Regions from separate parts of the Rattus norvegicus genome. Here region 2 is linked to region 1. The links are chromatin contacts, called in public Hi-C maps. All regions are on one chromosome and are shown on one strand. Each heading gives the region's core, a stretch centred on a gene start, on an enhancer-like site or on the middle of the called end of the contact. The rest is flanking DNA. Distances are from core to core; before and after follow the strand shown. Region 1 has its middle 5.4 kb from the start of Nr2f1. Region 2 has its middle 690 kb from the start of Nr2f1.

Region 1 (5,791 bases), core at 1,885-4,384:
GCATTTTTGTTGCTCCCATAGTTTCTTTCCATTAAGAGCGATTAGATGATGTCTATTCAAAGTTGCTGATCCAGAGAGAAAATAAGAGTAGATAAAAGGAGATTTCAAGTGACCTCCTCATCCCTTTCACACCAACCTGAGCCTCAGAATAGCCTAGGATCAACTAACACAAAAGCCCTTTGCTTTCGCCTTTCAGCTGCAGAAGACTTCATGCAAAGGGTTAACAATAAAACATAGAACTATGGTGAGTTTTGTTAGGTCATGCATTTGGAATACTTTATTAACTCCTCCTGTGGATGGGCTACATGAATTTTCTACCTCTGAACCAGGTAAACAAAATATTCGTATCCTAACACAGGGCATAATTTCTTACTTTTCTGTATGGTTTGTATCAGAGGCAGACTGTCGTCATCATTTTTCATTTAAACTCTACCTGAACCCTCCCCCCTCAAAGATGGAGGACACTGTAATAAACATGTCTTTCTACTGACAGTTTAGAAGGAAATATTAGCTTTACTATTTTGACCCATTTTCTGGTAGGTAAATACAATTGCAATATGACTGGAGTTACTAGATTTGCTAGGCTTCTCCCAGTCACTACTTTGTATCATAGTCAGTGAAGAAAATGGTATTAGAGATTTAAACATAGTCAAGCAGTCTTTAGACAGTAAAATGGCCCAACTCAGCATTGCTTCTGATGGGCTAATCCTGTAGTAAAAGAAATAGGGGCTCTGACAGGTAAGTATTAAGGGAAATGATTATATAGTGCAGTTGATTGTATTGTCAGGATAGTCTAACAACCTTCAAACTCATTTCAAAACTCTAACTTTCCATCTAAATCAGCCCATTTTCTCTGGAAAGAATAGCTATGTGGTTACTCTTCAGTCAAGTCAGGCATTTAAAAATAAAAGAATGTGTACATAAAAGGCCACCCTTCGTTCTTTTTTTTTTTTTTTTTTTTTTTTTTTTACAAATGATCTTACATAGTCAAGACTTGGTTTTTATAAAAGGTAAATATTTGCCTCTGGCTTCATAGATGTACTGTCACTTTTCCTCTCAGTTTGCATCTAAAGGTCAGCTCTCGCCTTGTTCTTTCTGCTACACACCCCCTACCCCCCACCCCAGGTTGCTAATTCTGGACCCTCTAACTTGAAGCCCAGGAACAACAGAGGTGACTCTTTTGTTTTTTCCAAAATACATTTTATAAATGTCTTGGTTTGAAATAGACAACTAAAACACTAAGGTGAAGTTCTTATCTCTGAGCTTGTTTTATACAGAAGTGAAAAGAAGAAAAGCCCAGACTATCAAAATAACAGTGGGTATGAAAGTCTGCTCATTGAACCCTATGGGCAGCTAGGGCTCCCTACTCAGGCCAACAGAAGCCAAAATCCTAGGCTGGCCTTTCCACCCTGGCTTGATAGTCATACTTTTCATAGCTGGGCAGTTATCATGCTAAGTTCAATCTTGGGGATGGGGGAGAGATTTAAGATCTAGCCTGAGGGTCTTTTTTTTTTAAATGTTAAAACTTTAGGTTGGCAATCCTGAACCTCTTCACTGTTTCTCTCCAAGATCTGTTCACTATCATGTTAAACACATCTTCTTTAACTGTATTCTCCCTGGCTTTAATCTCATGCCAAGGGAGACTAATTGTTTTGATACCTTTAAGACAAGTTCTCTGGGAAAAGTCTGTATCAAGATCAGAGGAACTGACCTTTCTCACAGAGTTTGCAAGCTTGTTCCTCACTTCACATGAGCTTAAGAAGGGAGTTATTTCTGTCCTGTGGTTTCTCTAAACAGAATAATACTGTTTGAATGACTTAAGGGTATGGAAGTGGTGTACCAGAGAATTTTCTATACATATGTGGCCATTAGTAGATCTCATTGGCTCTTGAGTTAGATTTATGAAATGTCTTTACAAAGCTATTTTTTTCCAGTGTGACTTCACAATAACCTAAAATGCATGATCTGGTGTCTTTCTGTAAAGCAAATTGGAAATGTGAAAGAGACCAAAGGATTAGTGAAGAAAAGGCGAGCCTTTTTCCTACCCAGTTAAAATTAAAGAGCTATGGAAATAGGGTAAAAAGATCATTTAGATTCAGACTCTGAGACTTGGAGCACCAGTTCCTACCATATGGGCGGCCACAGCCTACCCTCCCCTCAGATTCTCCCTTCTCCCGCCAGCTATTTACCAGATGCCTGACTGAAGGATCAAGTGTTGTGTGGCAAGCTTTTTAGAAAGGTGATTTACAGCCAACCATGATGCTAGAAGCTCATAAGGCAAATAGTAAATCCACAGCTTAATTCCTTTGCCCAAGCACAGGGCGCTTTCTTACTTGCACTGGACCCCCGTGTGTTGAACGGGTCTGTGGGAACTTGGAAAGTAGGAGAAAATTACAAAAAGAAGGCTATGGGTCTCAGGCCTTTCCCAGGTCTTCCCCCAAGGCTCTACCTAACCCTGGGGAAAGCAGAACCCCATCTGCCTTCTCTCCACCTGCACTGGCAAGACTAAGTCTGGTCCAGTAACCACTTCCAAACTCAATTTAACTTTCCCAGGCCTCTGGTTGGTGTGGAGCCAACAGAGTGGATAGGGAGAAGGAAGAAATCCGGAAAGGAGAACATAAGAGGAAAGGGTGCGAATTGCAACTGCTTTTTCTATTTCAGCAGCTGAGTGTGTGTGTAATTTCACAGTTTGAGAGCTCTGGTGCCCTTGAAAAAATCCTAGCGTTTTCTCTTTGGTGACCTATCCAACAACAGATATTAGGACAAGTTCAGCTGGTGTCAAACCACGACTTTAAGAAACAAAGGCTTCCCGAGACTTGAGCTGACCTCTGGACTCCTAGGGAAGCCATTTTGGTAGTGACAGTACTGTGAACGCATGTGAGTGTGCAATTGCTCTAAGGAGCACAGAATCCCAGGAAATAAGTCCTAAATAGACCGAGTCCCATAGGTGGGTAAGGCTCTCTTCAAAAAGTCTCTCCTTCATGCTACCCCCATCACAAGAGACTGGGGCACTTGCCTCAAAAGAGCACAACCAGTTGCCTTTCAGAAAGCCAGAGGCTTCCCCTGCTGCGGGCAGCACCAACAACGTCCCATCCCTGCTCCTAGAGCTAAGACGGAGAATTGCAATTTTTTCCAGAGAAGCCTGCAGCTTCGCCCAAGGCCTGGAGAGGCCGACTTCCTCCGCTCTGGGGGGTCAATCTAAGTCCCAGAGGCCTTTTTGCAAGTTTTGAAGCTTGGGGCGGGGTAGGAACGCTAGGAGAGGACACAGTGAAGATGGGTGGGCGCCATCTCTCCCGCTGAGTCTCGGCTGGCCCTGCAGCTTTGTTGCAGGACTTGACCCCCGACTAGCCCTTCTAGGCAGGGCTGTCTCATTCAAGAGCCCACCCAGCCCCCGGCGCGGTCCCCGATGTCCGTTCCCCACCCCCACCCACTCCTAGCGAGCCCGCCCTTCGCGCCCTCTGACGCAAACGTGCGCCCCTGCCCGGCGCAAGGGAGGTTGGGGGGATGAGGGGGGGCGTTAGCGCTCCTGTTGGTTCTAATTGAAGCTCTTCCTTTCACACAGACAACCTCGGTTCCCACTCCTGGGAGGGGACCCCCTCCCCGCCCCCAGACCGCCTAGCCTAGCGAGTGGAATCTGGCTCTACTACCTCGCAGCTCTCCGCGGCCACCGAGGGTTCTATGCTTGGAAGAACCGCTGATGTCCCTTTTAATCCGCTGACACTATCGCCCACATCAAACGGGCAGCCATCGATTGCCTGCCTTTACGCGCGGCGACCTCGGGCCGGGCGACTGAGCGCAGCTCACGAGGTCCTGTCTGCCGCGCGCCGCGCCTAGGCACAGGTGCTCAGTCCAGCGGGCTCCACCGCATCTCCCGCTCCGCCAGCTGCGGACTGGCCGCGCCGATGCTAAACTTGATACAATCTCGGGTCCCCTGCCCACGTAGTTTTCCCGCTCCCGGTGGGGGAAGTTAGTGACAGGGCCTGTTTTGGGTTTGGACTGATGGACTGGCAGGGATCCTCACCTCCAAGGAGGTGCTGCAGCAAGGATGGGCGATGGTCGGTCCGGACTAGGCCTGAACCAAAGTTTTCCGGGTTCCACCTGGGCGGCCTTGACTGAATTTCTAGGCTGCCGAGGCCGAGTAAGAATTGTCCTTCTGCCTGGCCACGTTATCGAAGGCTACAGACCCCAAGTTCCAAAGAAACGATTATCTTTGCGTTACTTGCCTGGTACGGCAGGGCTTGGCCGAGTCTCGCTTCTGATGCCCACCGTGTACAATCCAGAGTCCGAGAGAGACTAGGCGAGCAGACCCCGCACCCAGCAGGCCTCCGTTCCCGGACCCTTGCTTTTGGCTTCCTCTTCCCTCCCCCAGCTTCCCTTTCTTTGCTGCCTTCCGCTGCTCACTACTCCCTGTCTCTGATTGTTTGGGGAGTAAATTTTAGAATTTCTATATAAACAGCGCGCGCGCGCGCGCGCTCTCCCTCTTCCTTCCTTCCTTTCTGTCTTTCTTTTTAAAAAAAAAATATCGTTTTCACCTTTAAACGAACCGGAAGACTTGGTCACGAATATTAGAGTTGAGAGGCTAAGGCCAGGAGCCCCTGTCACCCCACGTCCCGCCTCTCCATCGTACAATGGGCCGCAGCAAGCAGAATGCAGTCTCCATTATTCCAAATGGAAGGGCTGTGGGGCATACATAAGAAAGTCTTTATTTTGCTCTTTAAAAAAAAATGATCATTGGCCACTAAGTGGTTAGTCCCAGAGACCAAGAAGCGCAAAGCCTGCTCCAAACACTCTGCGCTTTCTAAAGCTCTCACTGGTGAGATGTAAAGTGGGAACCAGTATTAAAAGCCAAACCCTACCTCTTTCGATACAGCTTGGACATTTACTTCTACCTTTACCTGGGGGCGCTCGGAACGCTTGAGCAGAGACAAACTTTTATGCTCTCCCTAGTCGAGGGCTGGCAAGAGGGATTCCCACTCCGGGTGGTGGCAGCTGCGGCTTTGTCACTCTGCGGCTCCGTGCCTGCCTGAGCCTGCCTAGGGGAGCGATCTTAAAACGAGGGGGTGCGAGTGTGGGATTGGAGAATATGTAACTAATAGAAGTATCGTTTTCCCTAGTATGATCTTTCAAGGAAAAAAAATCCATTGAAAGAATTTTCAAAGTGCTGTCTTCGTTTGCAGAAAAGGAACTGGCTGCCAGTGGGGAGGGGAGGAGGGACTTGGCTGCGTGCCGCCTGGGAGCGGCTCCCGTCCGCTAGGTGGCAGGCGGACCTAGCGATTCCGCAAGCCCTGCGGCGGGACCCGCTCCTCCTGCTTGCCCCTCCTTTTGCGACCAATCACCTTCGGGAATGAGGTCTCAGTCACACACTCTTCAACACACACACACACACACACACACACACACACACACACACACACACACACACACACACACCCCAACCAGTGAGAGACTCAATCCCTTCCTCCTCCTCTTCCCCCTCCTCTCTCTCCTCCCCCTCCTCCTCCTCCCCCTCCTCTTCTCACTTCTTGTCCCCCCCCCCTCCACCCCTCTCCCTCTTTCCTGTCTTCTCCATCGTTTGCTCTTTTCCTGTGACTGACTTGTCGGCACTAACAGCCGCTCCGCGACAATATGAGGAGTTACTAATGCTTTATTAATAATTATTGAAGCATTGTTTGAAGTTGGAGCATCCCAGGGATAAGAATGATGAAGAAGAAAAAACAGGATTGATTGGAAAGTTTATTTAAAATCATCTTTGGGATGAATAGGAGTCATCGATTCGGATCGAATTTGTGGT
Region 2 (5,791 bases), core at 1,600-4,099, 680 kb before region 1:
ACATAGCTTTGTACACTGAAACACACACATACACACACACACACACACACACACACACACACACACACACGACAGAGTTTTAAGTTTGATGTTAAGGAAATAAGAACTTCAGTCTATATAGCATTAAGTGATTCATTCTATTTTAACTCTACACAGAGATTCTTCTCATAACTTATTCCTATTGATGGTTAAAATATGACCACATGGCATATAGTTGGTCAGTTTCATATTCCAACTTGCTCTATGTTGACCTGTCTTATAATGCTATCCTCTGATTTCACACAAACAAAACAAACAAAAAACCAAACTAGAACCGAAGCCTTGAAGGGCAGTGCAAATGTGTGAGGGCTTAGCAAAAGTAGGGAAGGATAGCTGCAGTATCAATCAGAGGTACCAATGTACAATAGCAGTCAATTGGCAGTCGGCTGAAAGTCTAGAAAGTAAAGAGTGACAAAAGTTAAGCAAAAGACAGCTAGAACCATAGAGCTATAGACAGGGCCACTATGAGAAGACACAAGTGTGAATTCTAACTACATGTCATCACTGGCTCTGCCAAATAAGACACTTAACTGTGGGACAAGCTCTGCTTTTCAATCCTTATTCCTAGGCACATACTCCAGACCGCCTAAGTCAGAACCACAGGATCTTTTGATGTTGGAACATAGGCAGCAGGACTTCCAAATGCTGGTGAGGTGGTTTTAACATGAAGTCAACTGCTAGTAGCAAGGCACATGAATGTAGATTATCCTTTACATAAGTAATTAAAAAGCAATAATGAAAATCAAAAGTCTTTCTGTGACTGTTTGAATTCAATCCTTAGTATCTATAAGTTTTTGCTTCTTCTCTCTTAGCTTAGTTATTACCTGAACCCTAAGCGGTTTACTCTTCTTAAGGCATGCTCTTCGTAACATGTCCAATTGCCTGTTATCTGCATTCAGATCCTTGCTCTTTCATTTTTACTCACTCTTCTAAAGCTGATATAAACCTAAGGTATAGCGTTGGAAGTATGAAGGGATGAAAAAGACTAGCGGGCAGGGAGAGAAACAGGAAAAGAGGCCAAGGGATCAATACAGTTCAAGTAGCTGGTATACTTGAATGATAATTCTAAGAAACCTGTTACCTGTTAGAAGAATGTAAGCTAATAAATTAAAAATAATAGTATATGAAATCAAGTCTTCTGATATAAAGAAACTATCCAAATTGAATTTTGCCTAGAAAATGTCTCATGAACAAATATGTCATGCCTGCAATGTAACTTTTTTCATTCATTTATGCTGACACTATCCAGTCTGTATAGGATCTTTAAATGGCTATAGATGAACTCTATAACAAAATTAAAATGAGTGAGATGTAAATGTCATGAACTGTATTCATAACTTCTAAATAAGAGAAAATAAGGAAACATCAAAAACTAGCAACTGTGGAGCCAGAAACTAAAGAAAATTATCTATCTTTCCTTAAACAGGAGATACTAGCGATTAATTGTATATTGGATGACATTTGATGTCAATTTGTCATGAACCACAGGAATCCCACTTTCTTTTTATAACTCTTGATTTTTGTCTTTAATGAATTGTTTCCAATTTCTTATGTGTCTTTTAAATTAAGTACTAGTGCACTAGATGCTTCATCATCCTCTATATCATATAAAATTCTAGCATCATGTGCATTTCTTCCCAGAGTAAATGCACTTTCATTTCAAGTCATTCATATATAGTGCATTTCATCTTTGCCTACCATTATGCTAGTTATTTAAACCTCACTTGTTAGGCTAAACAGTGGTCATAATCCTGGTTGTTAATCACTCTATGACTTTTCAAGGTCATCTTGAATTAAAAGTAGATCTTCCAGTATTCTTGTTATCTTTCTCAACTTAGAGATCCTCCATGAAACTTTATGAGCATGTTCTATATTTTATCATCCAAGTCACTGACTGATAAAATGTTAAATATCACCACCCTAGACAGACCCCTGTAGGACAGCATCTGATTTGTCCTTTAGGTTTTCTGTGAAACATTAATAACTTCTCACTGAATATAATCCTTGAACCAGTCTGCACTCAAGTAAAAGCCAGAGCTGCATTTCTCTAGATTGATAGTGCTATTTTAAATCTTTGTGCTACAATGCAGGGTCAGAAATTCTGTATTCCCTTAACCTCTTAACAAAGATAGATTTTAATTTTATCAGCTTAAATCTCACTGGTCAACATGTGCCAAACAATAACCCAGGATAATTTAACACTGTTCATAAATGTGATATTTTTTAAAAGCCATAAAAAAGAACTCCCCATTAATAACTCTGCCTATAAAGGTTCATCACACATGACTATTCTCACCTCTTTGAACTTAGTGACAACTTGAGTCAATGCTCTCCTTTTTCCCTTTGTTGCAGCTGCTCCAAGGTTGGAAAAGACTGTTGTTGGAAAAAACTGTTGTTCGGGCTCCAAGAAGTCCAGACAAGGTCTCCAGAGACTCTATTTTTCCTCCGGATCCTTTTACTGACATTAATGATGAAGCAGCTTTGTCTGTGCCTCTGACTTGGTTAGCAATGCCTTGGTGACAGGACAGCTCCAGATGCACTGGATCAGCAGCTGATGCCATCATGTGAATGTCTAACACTTACTTTAGGTAGGTGACACTTCTTAATATTCAGTCCTGTTTTCACAACGTTGACTTGTCCCATCATGCAGTGTGCTTTTTGTTGTTATTATTGGGATTGTTAATATTTTCACTTGTGAGTTCTCTAAAGAGCACTTTAAAAAATAACTATTTGTAACCTTTAATGCCAGGAGGGCCGTATAGTATGCCAGAAGAATATGTACCACAGAGTTCTTGTTTAGAAATGGTAATTAATTTTACAGTCAACAGTAGTGTGACACACTGTCTCTGACTAGACGTCCACTGTGGCTTCCTGCCAGTCGTTTGGAAGAATATTAATTGACGTCCAGCACTCAGCAGCCTCTTTCATGGGTTTTTGAATGAAACTACATGCTTCAAATTAAACAAATACATTCCACACTTGCATATTCAGCATCAGGTTCTGAATCTTGAAAGCACCAAAAATCCAACTAGCTTCTATCTTTATTTTCTTCCTCCCCATTTCTTCTTTGTTCTCTTGGGCTCCTGAGTCTTACAAAGCTCTTATTATTTGCCTCCCATTATTTTTTTTAACCTCACTGCTTCTCTTACAAATTTTACAAACTGCTTGTGGAACCGTTGCAGGCACACACTCTAGTCCAAAAAATTTTACTTCTAGGTTAGCACATTTTCTGTTTGCAAGGTTTGTAGAGTAACAGTATTTTAGAATTTTGATACTAATATGGATGATGGCTTACTAATTCTCTAAGAGTGCCAAATTAAGTAGAGCGTCCAGAATATGAGTGTGTGTGTGTGTGTGTGTGTGTGTGTGTGTGTGTGTGTGTGTGTGTTTTAAGAATAAAATTCAAAATGATCTTGGCAGACTAGAAAATAAAACACACATAATAAATGGGTTTGAGTTAACAGAGGAGAGCGCCCTATCACTCACACAGACAAGAATTTAAAAAAGATAAAACCACAAATGGAAGATAACAAGCAATGGCTAGCTCCCAAGTGTGACAGGCAGAGAGAAAGCCTCTGTATGGCCAAGAATTGGTCAAATGCTTATGAAGAAGCCAGAGTAACAATGTTTAGAAATTAAAATATTACATCTGATGTAAAAATTGTTAGTTAAAAAATAAAAAGTTTCAGCTTGTATGATAAGGGAGCAGAAAGTCAGAGAGAGATGCATTTAAAATAACGTAAATTTATTACACAGGAATACAACTGACATCCTACAAAACACCAGGCAGCGAAGGTTTTGTGTCCACTCCTGTTTTAAACCAAATATATGTGTCATCTGAAAATATGCATAGCTCGAGTTAGAAAAAATTCTTATGGTACCCCATTATACTATACACACAACAAATATAATTAGAGATCTGGTGATGAGTATATGCATTTCTGTCCTTCTTTAACATCTTATAGCAACCTTGTATTCAAAAGGCAAATTCTGAAACAGGTCTGGCACCCATTAATTACAGACCATCTTCTCTCCCAAGGCACAAGTTGATCAAACTTGAGGTCAAAGATAAAGACAAACTCCCAAGAGTCAGAGATAGCTAGTGTCTGTGACATGATTCAGGCCAGGTCTCTTCTCAGTTACAAGCTCTTTATACTACAGAAAAAGATGGCCTATTTTGAAGCATTCTTGTTTGTCACAGATTCGCCCCCCCCCCCATTTTTTCTTTAATGTCTTTTAACTCTCTTTTCTTGTGTTCTTTCACTTATTTCCCAAAGGCCATTTGTTATGTAACAGACGCATATTGTTCCTGTTTATAAATATTCTACAGTAACTGAATAAAATATGGAGAAATATGGGATGAGTTCCAACGACTCTAAAACCATAAAGTTGGAAATGGTGGAAACTTCCTCTGGTCACTTGAGCAAAGGAATCCAAGGAGGCCATGATGGGTTTACAGAATCTAGTCTTAGATGGTTGGATCACATCCCATCTGTTCTCATCTCTTTTACTCATCCCCAAAAGTGTTTGGTATGATTGAGAATCACCTGGGGAAAATCAGTAGGGCACTGTGTGTAACTTTGTGATTCTAATACAGTAAGCAGAATGCTTAAAATCAAATTCACTACCAGGGAATTGAGTTTAGGGAACATGGATTCATTAAAAAGTATGACTTTATAAATAACTGCACATAAACAGACTGTTTTGCCTTAGAGACTAATATATTTTTAAATTATTATCTACTTAAAATATTTTACCTAAAAGAATTCATAATTAGCTTTCAATATTTAAACAGTACATTAGAAATGGAATGTGTATAAATATCAGAAATAAAAGCCACTTCACTACAGCATAAGCATATGCTAACACACCACACACTGGCTTTTAAATTTAGTTCTATTCCATTTCACTATATCTATTTTTTAAAGTGAAATAAGGGTTTAGATAATAGCTACTATAAATATAGACAATGTCAAATTTAGAAGGCAGTGTTTAAACATTTGTCTTTGGGGAATATTGCTAAACTTAAATTTTATTAACTCAGGGAATCAACAAGAAATATAGTGGTGCTAGTGAACCTTTGAGAATCTTTTATTTTATCACTTTTAATGCATGTTTAATATTTAACATTCATCTTATTACAGCCTGGAATTGTGAAATGCTTGTGCTGTTTCTAAACAGTTTTAAAGTTCAGTGCACAGTCACAATTCAGAGGGGAGATTTCACACATTTATGGAAAATAAGCCATTTTTGCAGTAAAGTTGCAAAGTGTGAAAGAATTCTTGTTTTATCTGCCTTACTTATCATGTTTATGAGTTATTTTGCCTGGAAGTAAATTGACAAGTTGTCAATGAACAATAGACAGTGCCCTAGCTAGGCTTTTCACAGGTTCAGATGCCTTTGGGCAAAAGGGCTAAATCCGTAGTTGCAACCTAACATATGGAACACTGAAAAAAGTGGCAACAGGGTGAGAGACACTCCCTGCAAAATGCATGTGGTTGCGCCTATCTAACCAATCTGCTTGGACTACTGTATATTATAAATTCATGTACCATTGCCTTGACATCCAGGAAAAGAAAGGCCTGCTTGCCCTACCTAATAAGTTCCTTCTCTTTTATCTCAGTGTTCTTTGGCCCATTTTGATATTTTAAACTTTTTTATTTCTCTAAACAATTAGTATTAAATATGCGTCCTTGGTAATTAATATTGAAAAACACCTGATTCAAAGTGATTCTTTGTTGGAAACCTCCCC

The links. A called contact is a pair of places that touch in the nucleus more often than the background predicts.
Region 2: a contact with region 1 is called in a Hi-C map of Schwann cells, with 5 times the contacts expected there. The contact joins two enhancer-like sites. A contact is called at or near these places in 1 of 12 Hi-C or Micro-C datasets (Schwann cells) and 1 of 1 datasets of contacts at active chromatin or transcription factors (oligodendrocytes).

The regions. Positions count from the first base shown.
Region 1 is chr2:9,788,389-9,794,179 of GRCr8, reverse strand. No RefSeq gene overlaps it. Among named protein-coding and RNA genes, the nearest start is that of Nr2f1, 5.4 kb to the right of the region's middle. Within about 2 kb of position 3,134, at least 50 of the 93 cell types and tissues checked have an H3K27ac peak or open chromatin away from gene starts, as enhancers often do. A contact at or near this core is called in Schwann cells, where this site is marked.
Region 2 is chr2:10,468,664-10,474,454 of GRCr8, reverse strand. No RefSeq gene overlaps it. Among named protein-coding and RNA genes, the nearest start is that of Nr2f1, 690 kb to the right of the region's middle. Within about 2 kb of position 2,849, at least 2 of the 93 cell types and tissues checked have an H3K27ac peak or open chromatin away from gene starts, as enhancers often do. A contact at or near this core is called in Schwann cells, where this site is marked.